Linked DNA regions of Mus musculus: all the other regions are linked to region 2. A link is a contact called in public Hi-C and promoter capture Hi-C data. All regions are on one chromosome and are shown on one strand. The core of a region is the stretch at or near the end of the contact, and the rest is flanking DNA. Distances in the headings are between cores, read along the strand shown. Region 1 holds the start of Zfp930 (zinc finger protein 930). Region 2 holds the start of Nat2 (N-acetyltransferase 2 (arylamine N-acetyltransferase)). Region 3 holds the start of Csgalnact1 (chondroitin sulfate N-acetylgalactosaminyltransferase 1). Region 4 holds the start of Ints10 (integrator complex subunit 10).

The links. Promoter capture Hi-C pulls out the DNA fragments that hold promoters and counts their contacts. Hi-C and Micro-C count contacts between places; a contact is called where the count stands out from the background.
Region 1: a contact with region 2 is called in a promoter capture Hi-C map of pre-B cells, with 6 times the contacts expected there. The contact joins the promoter of Zfp930 here to the promoter of Nat2 in region 2. A contact is called at or near these places in 1 of 39 promoter capture datasets (pre-B cells) and 1 of 9 other capture datasets (adipose tissue).
Region 3: a contact with region 2 is called in a promoter capture Hi-C map of pre-B cells. The contact joins the promoter of Csgalnact1 here to the promoter of Nat2 in region 2. A contact is called at or near these places in 1 of 39 promoter capture datasets (pre-B cells) and 1 of 9 other capture datasets (macrophages).
Region 4: a Hi-C map of regulatory T cells shows a contact between it and region 2, with 8 times the contacts expected there. The contact joins the promoter of Ints10 here to the promoter of Nat2 in region 2. A contact is called at or near these places in 2 of 39 promoter capture datasets (cranial neural crest and pre-B cells) and 1 of 484 Hi-C or Micro-C datasets (regulatory T cells).

Annotation. Positions count from the first base shown.
Region 1 is chr8:69,207,733-69,210,432 of GRCm38.p6, reverse strand. Zfp930 (zinc finger protein 930) reads right to left here and starts at 1,387. Exons shown (of 4, transcript NM_001013379.2): 1 at 1,274-1,387. The coding sequence starts at 1,276. Gm39188 (a long non-coding RNA gene) reads left to right here and starts at 1,436. Exons shown (of 2, transcript XR_870488.3): 1 at 1,436-1,574.
Region 2 is chr8:67,493,438-67,496,137 of GRCm38.p6, reverse strand. It overlaps Nat2 (N-acetyltransferase 2 (arylamine N-acetyltransferase)), which reads right to left and starts at 1,263. Exons shown (of 2, transcript NM_001168577.1): 1 at 1,236-1,263.
Region 3 is chr8:68,733,821-68,736,520 of GRCm38.p6, reverse strand. Csgalnact1 (chondroitin sulfate N-acetylgalactosaminyltransferase 1) reads left to right here and starts at 1,375. Exons shown (of 10, transcript NM_172753.5): 1 at 1,375-1,495.
Region 4 is chr8:68,792,628-68,795,327 of GRCm38.p6, reverse strand. It overlaps Ints10 (integrator complex subunit 10), which reads right to left and starts at 1,399. Exons shown (of 17, transcript NM_027590.4): 1 at 1,180-1,399; 2 at 650-717. The coding sequence starts at 1,308.

The sequences.
Region 1 (2,700 bases), core at 138-2,637, 1.7 Mb before region 2:
TACATATGCTGCGTCAGGCCCCAGGTTACACGCTGAACAATTCACATAGAGACAGGAGAGTCCAATTTTAAGTTGCTAAGTGGTTACTTAGGCAGAAGAGAGGCTTACACAACAAAGTATTCCCAGGACTATTTCTTAAGTACACCAGTATCCTGGAACAGTAGACCATTCTTCAGTGTCAGGGTCCCTAGGTGAATATGCCAGACTGAGAAAGATTATAAAAGTATAAAGGAGAAAAGATAAAAGCTGGGGTGGGAAATCATAGAGAGCACACTAAGAAGTTAGAAGAGGACTGAGCTGGGTGTTAAGCTGAGGAGCAGCTAGCTCAGGTCAGCTCTCCAGCTCAGGTCAGCGCTGTGTGTAGCAGATAATGTAGTAATGATGTGACGGCTCCTTATAACTAATAAACGCAGAGGCCCACAGCAGGCAGGCCGAGATCTTGATGCTGCTACAGTGAAGACCATACTGCTGTCTGGCTTGCTAACAAAAGGACAACTGGCTGCATCTATATAAGAGGATCCATAGAAAGCAGCCACTGCCTAAGAAGAAAACAGGACTTTTATGGCACACCAGGCCTTAATGTTGGTTACATGACCCTACCTGCTCCTTTGAGCAGCTTCTTGGTCTCCTGCCACTTCTTAAGGGCATCGGTCTAGCGGCTGTTTAAGATCAGGGTTGTCTCCTTCCTTATGGTTGGAGCCAAATGTCTAGACAATCCTGGTGAACAAACATGCGTATCTAGCACTTCATCTCTTACAGACCTCATTAATACACTATATCTTTGGGTGTTTCAGAGGCAGCCCACCTTTAGCTAAACTCTACTCTGTGTGACTTATTCTCTCCGAAGCATTGGTAAATCCTTTGCATTATCATCTCAGCAAAATAGTGGAGTGCTACCAACACATAAGATTCCATGCACAATACCCACAAAATTAACTCCAAATGTGAAATCCGAAGAACAGAAATTCTAGAGATGCTAGCTAAACTAAAACGGCAACCTGCCGTCCTCTGATGCACAAGAAGCACGGTGATGTTGGCTACAAAGATGTTTCTACGCACACACCATGTCCCCAAAGCTCTACACAGACGCTGCCCACAGGGTGAAGTTCTTCAGAGGTCACCACTTTGGTACAGGGAACTACAGAGACCGCATGGGACTTCATACAACTCCACATCTGGCCCACTAGCTTCCATCCAGTCCAAGGGTAGCCTACCAAAAGGGATGCCGAGGCTCAGCAGCCCACTTCTCCCAAGACTGCGGTCCCTTGCTCACCATAGCGTGGCTTCCAAGCTCGCGTGCACCCCTCACAGATCCTGTTACACGCAAAGAACCGCTTGCATTTTCCCAGCTTCGGAACGGAGCCTGGAGCCTGGCGCCCGGAAGAGCCCGCCTCCCCGATGACGCTCCGACTGCAGGTTCTCATTGGCTGATGAGGCCTGAGTGACAAGAGTCCCTCCTTTGGCGTTGGAGTTTAAGGAACAGCACAGAACAGTATTTCCTGTTGCAGATATTTGCATTTCAGGAGTCCTTGCTCTTGACCTGAGGTAGCTTCACTTCTATCTTTCCTTGCGTGGTAGGCACTTTCCCCTTTTCCTCCTTGACACAAGGTAGCTAGTTTAAATAGCACATTACAAAATGTGGAGTGGAGTGTTTCTCCTGTCCCACAAGTGGAAGGGTGCCCACGATATTAATAATTAAGGAGATTTTAGAAAACAAATGTTTGTTCTGTGGGTTCACGGTGAGGTCAGGTGAGCTACAGCTACGTTCTACCTGGCTGGCAAAGGTACACTGGACAATCCTGAGAGAAAACCTGGAACCACATCACAAACACAATGAAATGTGTTTCTCCCACAAGAAGGCTGGATGGTGGATCCATCCCTATAGGAGTTTTCTTCCTGAAATTCAGGTCTATCTCTTGACAAATTAACACTAATGATAAGTGTAGTCTCCACGGTAACTTGAATAATTAGAAAGAAATGGTTCGAGGAAGAATGTTGTTTATGAACACTATTCCTAACATTTTTCTGAGTTAAGGTGAGAAAACGCAGCTGTATTAGTCAAGGTTCTCTAGATGAACAGAAATGATAAAAATGAGCGTCTCTTTCCCTCTCTGTATGTAGAAAGGGGATTTATTAAAACGGCTCGCAGGCTGTGGTCCAGCTAGACCAACAAGTGCTGTCTAGCAACTAAAATTGGAAGAATCCAGTAGTTCAGTCCATGAGGCTGCGTGTCTAAGCTGGGCTTCACTGTATACCACATTTTCAAAGAAGGAGGCTCTAAAGGAATGAACTTGCTAACCAAAGATAGGGCAGAGAGAGAGAGAGAGAGAAAGAGAGAGAGAGAGAGCTTCTTTCTTCTCTATTTATGTGGACTGTCACCAGAAGGTGTGGCCCAGATTAAAGGTGGATCTTATCGCCTCAAAAGACCCAGAAGCGTCTTCCCACTTCATAAGTTTTAATTAAGAAAAATCTCTCACAGGTATATGCAACTTTTTGGGTCTTAGTTAATTTGTAGTCAGTTTGTCTACCAAGAATAGCCATCATAACAGACAAGACAGAAAAACTTGGAAATATTTCTTACCAGCAGAAAGCAGGGAAATCATTTAACAAAAATAAAAGACAGGAAGCATGGGGGTTTTCTTTAGAGAGCCTGGACACATTCGCGTAGAGTTCTGCCTGATTTGGTGGTGTTCTTAGCTC
Region 2 (2,700 bases), core at 14-2,513:
GGGGCCGATATATTTATTGCATGGATTACTGCTGATATTCAGTGAAGTTGTAATGAGAGCTAATGGACTGCTTGTAATTTTGTATGTGTACTATTTTCTCCCTTAATTCCTTTTCTTTTCTCTTTCATTTCTCTTCCTGAAGCCCACAGAATCCAACTCTGTTGACAACCCTAAGCCATCTTTTTGATTAACTGGGTGGAAGACACTAGACTTGTTGGCTTGGCCATATGCAAAGAGCACTAACAAGCTGCACTTCGGTTACAGAAAACCTACATGGCATCCAAGGCTGCGAGTAAAGGCCTCCAACAGCCAGGCAGAGGCAGGGGATGCTACTAGGCAAACAATCTAATAGGGTTAGCAAAGGGCAAGAGAAATACGCGCCATGGATAAAAATGGTAAAACCATACAGTTAGTCTTTAGCAGGAAGCTTAAAAAAATAAAATATAATAAAATCAGAGTTGGCATTTGTCTGTTTTTGTTTTTTGTTTTTTAAAGTCGGGGTGGAGTCAGTTGCTTTGAGTCTGAGGCAGTCAAACCGGAGCTGGAGAAAGAGCAGAACTGTTAACAGAAAAGAGCCAAGCAATGTAGTTGACATTATGCCCAAAGTACAGAATAGAGTTCATGATATCAGGGTCCATGGGTCACGGGGCGTTAGCTCCGAGGACTTTTGGCATGAGCTGGCACCACACTGTTGAGTAAACCTGTCGACTGTGTTCCAAGGTAACGTCTCAGTCTTAAGTCACAGGAAGTAGTCGATTTTCTGGTGTTCCTTAAGACCCTACACACTTACCCTTCTTCAAGCATGACAAAAGTACTTCCAAGAGTTCCTCTGGAAATGCAGTGAATGACATTGTTAAAGAGTCCCAGAGGGAACAAATTGGAGGGATTGGTTTCCTATGCTGTTAACGCACCTCCTGAACGCTCAGAAACCCTTTAAGTAAACACCATTACTAGTTCATTTGTGACTGATAAGGAAACAGCATAAAAGGAACTAAATGGCTCTTCAAATCTAATAGAATGTGGCTGCCTGTCACCTACTTAAACAAAACATTTGTCAGAATCACCTGTGTACTGCAAAGTATTCCTAGCTTGGCTTCGAAGTATGTGCCACCCAAACTTTCTAAAAGAACTTGGGCCTGGAAAGTCAGGACTGTGTTGTGCTGTTCTCTCCCGGTCTTCCTTCTGGAAGAGGAAGAAATCCTGATTTCCAAATCTATTAGGGAGCCCCCACTTACCCGCTACCAGGACTGCAACCGGGCGGACCAGGAAGTAAGCTGAGTGAGTTTCAGTTCCCTGGTCTGCAAAGGAAGAGCTCTTATTGGCTGTTCAAGTTGCTCCGCCCCTTATGCTTAGTTTTTTTTTAAACCATCTCAAGGATCTCTGGGAAATGTAGTTGTAGGGCTTCACTTAACCCTGGTGAACTCTTTCTCTAGTCCGTTCTTTGCGTGAGATATCATGATATTTTTGCATTTCTCGTGATAGGTTTGCATTTCACAGAGTTTATGATCTCTGGGAGCCTGTGAGAGGTCAGAGCTTGAAATAGGCTCTTGCAAAGCAGATCAAGGACGTAGAGGAGGAAGCGGTTACCACATGTCACCCACATTCCTAATGTATGCCTTTCCTTCCACTAAGTTTTGTTTTCCCCCTTATTTCTTTTTCATTTCTCATCTTCAGGTCCTTTTACTGCTCTATCCAAAGACACTGTGGAATGTGTATGACGTGTGTCCGGATATGGGTTGCAAAAAAACGACAACTGTCCTATGTATTTCTGTTTTCGATTTATACTAATGATTCTTGTAGATAATGCTTGCTGTTTCTTAGCTATTTCCCTGTACACTATAATTTAAAGACTCCTTGGCACACACTGTTCTTATATTCTGGGTTGTCAAAATAGATTCCTAAATTTATGCTTGGTGGCATGTAGTCGGGTGTGGCTCAGGTGAGGAGAAGTGAGTTATAGAACTATATCCCCAGTTTCTATCTGCTCAGTTGGGTCACTGTGACGCATGCACAGCAATACCTCTCTGCATGGTTCTGAGGGATTTTGCTTCCTTTGTTAACAACAACCACTGGTTGGCAATCTGCTTGTATAGTTTTATACCTAAACTAGAACTTCCAAACTCTTACATTCCTACAACCAAAGCCCAATCAACAACAACAACAACAACAAAACAGCTACCCTGTGGCTGATACCCACAATCCTAGCACTTGAGAAGTGAAGGGAGACCATCAAGAACTCAAGGTCATCTTGGGCTACACAGCAAGTTCAACGCCAGCTTGGGCTACACGAGCCCATTTCCACAAACACAAGATAAAGCAAGCATCACTGTGGCAATGTAACCTATAGCTTTGGTAATATCTCAGCTCTTGCTTTTCCGTTTACCTTAATATGATCACTACCAGACGAGGACTGAGAGGAATACTGGCTATGCAGTGCAAACTAGAGGCCTGGCATTGGAATCTGCATGGAGAAGGGTATTCAAGAGGTCTCTGGGCTGGATTACTGGGCAATAATGGGTTTATTGAAAAAGTTATTAACAGCATTGGCATATAGACACAGAGACAACAGTAAGACAGGGCTCCAAGAATTGTTCGGGCTCAGCTCAATGGACAGACAGTTTGGTGGAGTCTCTGAAGAGACTAAGAGGATGGGCCAGAAGAGGGAGCCTCCTTTTATCCCTTGTGAGGATGGGGGAAGTT
Region 3 (2,700 bases), core at 126-2,625, 1.2 Mb before region 2:
AATGAGGTATAGTGCATAACCAATCTGGGTGTGAGACACGCCTCTCCTAGGCCTATATAAGCAGCACAAGTTCTGGGCTTGGGGTCTCTTTGCTTCTGCAATCAAGCTCTCCCAATAAACGTGTGCAGAAGGATCCTGTTGCAGCGTCATTCTTGCTGGTTGAGTCGGGCGCACGCAAGATATAAAGTATGTTCTCTATCTTTCACATAGCCTGCAGGGCATGTCTGTGCTGGGGCCATGGCATACTCAGAATTTCTAGCCCATTTTTCCAAACTAAAACCTATGTATAACTTTATTACATGATTCTGGAGACACCATTGAGTAAAGAGATGAGAGCTACTTCAGTAGGTGAAAGCAATCAGAACTAGAAGAACCTATCAGTAGATGAAGACAGGAATGCTTTAGTGGCAGTTAGGACAAAAGCTCTGAAGAAGTTGCCCGACTACCTACTAAGTGTGAAATCAAAAAACCCTGACTTCCACCTAGTGACGTCCATCTGCAAATGGAAATTGCCATATGATTGCCTTTTGAGGATGCTAGGAGCTAATCTGTGAGAAATAACTGATGTCCACATATGTACGTGCATATCTATGCAGTGTTAACTCTTTGTTATCTTCCTATCATGCAGTACTTTGATGCAGCTAGAAAAATTACACTGTATGTTTTGTGATTTGGCAAACACGGATTCTTCTATTTTTCCACGAATCTCAGCTGAGTTGATGTAGGGATGTGGCCGCTAGAGGTCCTTACAGACATCGCTTAGCCACAGTTGGGGCTGAAGGGTTAAAGGGGTTTCTGATCTTTTGTAAATAAAAGCTTCTTACTGAAGGCCTTATTACTACAACTCAGGGCACCCAAAACAGTGACTATCTTATTAATTCTCTCAAGTAGAGTGTAAGAAGTTTTGGAGGCAAGCCATTAGGACAGTCCTAGCAGCGCAAATGCCTCGGGGATGAGTTGGGGAGTGGGGACGAACTTGTAGGATAGATGCCCCCTCTCTGTTGGGGCGCAACTTCCAACAGTGCCCTAGTCTCTATCGCCAACTTCTCTGATGTTGGTGATCAATCACACTTGAAGTCTCTACGGTACAGGAGACCCTGCTCTCCACTCATGCTCCCTGCAGTGACAGTCTCTCAACCAGGGCACCCTGCTCTGCTCGGACCTGGAGCGGGGACGCACTGCAGACTGGCCCTGGAGGAATTAGATGACTGCAGCCATACACGACCCCAGCCCTGAGGCCCACGCTACCCCCACCTCTCAGCTCTCGGCTCCTCGGGCTCCCACTCGGAGGCCGGCGCTGTGCTTGGCCGCTGTTCAGCCCGCGCTCCCCGCTTTCCCCCTCCCCCTACTGCTCCGGGTCCCTGGAGGCTCAGCGGCTGTTGGAACTGGAGGTGGAGCCGAGCCCAGGGCCGCCTCGCAGGAGGGAAAGTTCAGCGGCAGCAGGGGAGCAGCGTAGCCGAGGGATCCGGCTCCGCTGTCTGCAGTGTTGCCTGGGGTAAGTCGGGGTCCCTACCCTGAGGGCTGGACGGGTGTGGCCCGCTATGTGCGGGCGTGTCGCTGCCGTTTTCCAGTCCGCGCCACTGCCCCCGACCTCGACCTCAGGGTGGCTCTCTGTCAGCCGGGAGGACGCCTGCACCGCTGGCTTCCAGAGACCACTGCTGTCCTAGGGCTGAGGACTCCGGAATCACTGCCCTCTGTAGCCCTTGCGAGGCGCGTGGAGGGATCGGTGTCTCTAGGTGGACGCGCGAGGGTCCCGTGCCGCACCCCACGGCCAGCTCAGCTTCTTCAGCGGTAATTGAGCCCCCAGCTGTTGGCTTACTCTCCAGAAACCCCACTTCAAAGTAGCCTTGGCATATGTGCGGGTGCCTCTAGTTTGCTGTTTTTGGATTGTATTTGCTGTGATGAAGAGGGTGGCCCGTGGGCAGCACGCTCCCCTGCATTGTGCCGCCGCGATGGTGACTCTCTGGATCCCAAGGGTCTTCACATCTGCATGTGACTGCATGCAGTTGTATGTGCCAGGGGCGGGGAGAAGCTCTTCCAGGGAATGGTCTAGGGGTGCAGTGGGGCATTCCGAGGGCTGGAGGAAAAGGAAAGCTGTGCTGGGCGAAGGCAAAGTTGTTTGTTTCCGCCACACTTCCTGCACCTGTACCCCTGTCGTCAGTGATTCTGAAGTTATGGAGGAAAAGACGTTAACACTATTGTACATATCCTCAGTGGACGCTAAAAATGAAGTAGTAATGAATGATCGGATGGCTGTATTTTGCAAAATCCATTTTTTATTCAGATTGCAACGACTTGGCACAGTTTTGACTTAAATGTCATTAAAGACAACTAACTACGATTCTATATTTATAAAGAATTTAAATATCTAGTAAACCCTAGCAATTCCACGGGGTTTATTGGATTGTGTTGACACTTTTTGTTCAAGAGAGCTCCAATTATTATGGTCCTTGAGCATTAATAAACTATGGGTTCTGCTGCGTGGAGAGAAGTCTAACAAACTTGGAAACAGAAGTGTAAGGCAGAGAGTAACTGGTTCTCTAGGCATAAAAGGTCACCTGAACACACAGAAGAGGGATTGCTGTAACAGAGGGATTATGTGTTGAGCTTCCAGAAAATATGAGATGGGCAATTCCCATTGTAGGAACCTAATACATATATGATCACTCCTCTGCATTGAATCAACTACCTAATGGATGT
Region 4 (2,700 bases), core at 150-2,649, 1.3 Mb before region 2:
TATATATATATATATATATATATATATATATATATACATACATATATATAATTTGTGGAAACAGATATTTAGGCTATCCTTTTTAAAGAGTAATTTGATAGATGATGAATTGTACATATCCCTTAGCTACAAAACATCAAAATATGGGTGCAGAATTACTCACTGACATTCCAAACATAAATAAATTGGAAATTAACCATGCACCCAGAAAATGATACATGGCCATTAAGAACATCAGTTGTCTCTATAGACTAGACCCAGAGGGTCCACAACAGCGGGTTATGAAAGTACACTTCAGGGTAGAATGGCCTCGCTTTTATCAGCTACCCAGTGTATGTATGTATACATATGGAGACACACAAAACTTAGCTCTGGGTTAGAAGGGATTTCACATTTCATTCTATCAATTGCTGTCTGAATGTTTGTAATGAGCCTATGATAAATCACTGGCTACAAATTTGGGGATTAAAATACAAGAATTAAAAAGTCGTCTCTGTAGAACGCCTGTTGGCAATTAAGGCCTGAATTCTGGGTACCAGGGAAGAGGATGATCTTGCAGAGCCCCGACTGCTACTATCAATTGTTCATATCTGAAGAGGACCCCTTCAGATATCAACAATAGCTCCCAGAACGATCCCAGTTAACTCACATGTCATACAGCAACCTCCCTGCGGTGGCAGTCCTCTCGGCATTCCGTTCGATGGTGTACATTTCATACTGAAACAAGGCAGACAGGGTCAACGGCTTCCACGGTGGTAGCTGGTCCAGCTCCAGCCCACCTGCAGCACTGCTCAGAGGTGGGCCTTCACCCAGAACACCCACGAAGGGAAATGAGAGCCTGGTGGCCCAGAATTCACCCCATCTGCAGGGCTTCTAGGATCAAGTGGAGTAGAAACGTCCCCAAAGAAGCAGCAACTGAACAGATGGCTGCTACCATGATCAATGAATGAATGCCCTGGGCCCTAGTGGCAAAGATGCACTGTACAGGATCAACCAGACCCGGATTTACTGTATGGTTTCCGCCTTTGCAGGTGCTGGGGAAAAGGTTGGTCAACTGTCCTGTGGAGCAGGGTAGGAGCAACGTGGGGAGGGGGACAGCGGCCGCGCAAAGCGCCCAGGGCCACTGGGCTCGGCCAAACGCTCTCTTCCGCGCGTGCGGACGCGCCGGGTCTGACTCACCTGGATGTTGAAGTCGGCCGGGTAGAGGCTGCGGGCCGTGATCAGCCATGCCTTGGCTGCCCACAGGTCCTGGGGCACTAGTTCCCGGGCTCGCTGCACCAGAAACTCACAGTCGCCCTGGGCCGACATGGTCCCGGGTTTTTGCCCTTCCAGTAGGCGACACTAGGGCGCCGCCAACCCCCAGGTGGCCACTGCGCATGCCCAGAGACCAGCCAACCACAGGCCGCAGAGGTTCTGTAGAGTCCTATGGAAACTACGGAGACCTGGATTTTCATTACTCGGATTGCCATCCGTCGATGGTAGCGCGCCGCTGACCGCCTGGGAGTAAGCGTCAGAGTCGGCAACCCTGTGCTCCAGGTTCTTGCGTTCTCCTTTGATTCCAGCCCGGGTTTGAAGGTCCGCGACACGCTCAGACACGGAGCGGCGGTCCTTCGGTGTAAATAAACCTGGTGCCCAGGGTTAAGGTGTAGTTTCGAAGTGTCGCGGAGGGCTGGGCCTGGACTGTGCAAGACGACCCCACCCTCGCATGCGGAAAGACCCTGGATCGCCTGTTGCTTTTGAGCTTTGCCAACATCTTTGCCCCTGCCCCAGGCATTATTTCGCCTGAATCTTATTCTTTTTCTCCTATACGGAAAAATTAGCATTTAGAAGATGCTCGGCTGGATGTCCGAACCACCTGCTCTGCAAGAGTTAAAAAAAAAAACAAAAACAAAAACAAAAAAAAACAAAAAAACAAAAAAAAAACAAAAAAACTTTGATCATTTGAACAATGGAAAATAGCTGCAGTATAAATCGGTACCGAAATCCTGGCTTTGGTTTTGCATTTGAACAACCACAATAACAAAACAGTCCCCCTGTTCTGTTGACAAGGCAATATTCATTTATTGAATTGGAAGTGTCCGGAAAGTGAATTGCTAGCTTTGGTTTTCCGTCTAAGTGCATGTATATATATATATTTCTTATAGGTGTTTGTATATAGTTCCTATCAACTGTAGCCATCATTTGCCACTTAAAACCAGGACATCGAAGAATTCAGAGCTGGTTTTCTTTTCTTTTTTCCTTTGAGACATTCGGTCATGGCCCAAGCTGACCTTAAACTTGGCAAGTATACGAGGATGATCTTAAACTCCTGATTCCTGACTTCCATCTCCAAAGTGCTGGAATTAAGGACATGTGCCTGTTCTGATTAATTTTTTTTTCTTTAACAAAGAAATTAGGAATTTACTTATTTAAGTAAAAAATACAGATATTAAAAATAAATATGAATATAAACATTACAATAGTGAATTGCAGTTCTTGGATGAAGCTTTGTTTATGTCAAAGATTATTTGTGAAGAGAAGGGACATAGGCTACGAAACAAAACTATTTGGGGCAATAAACATCTACATCATCTCTGATATCTGACCTAACTGTCTTCTTCCAGATAAGCTTTTTAGGAGGGATCTTTAAGCCTGGAAGACTTGAAGCTCCAGTAACCTTCAAGTTAAGAATGAAATAATACCTGGTCTTTATGGAAGAGG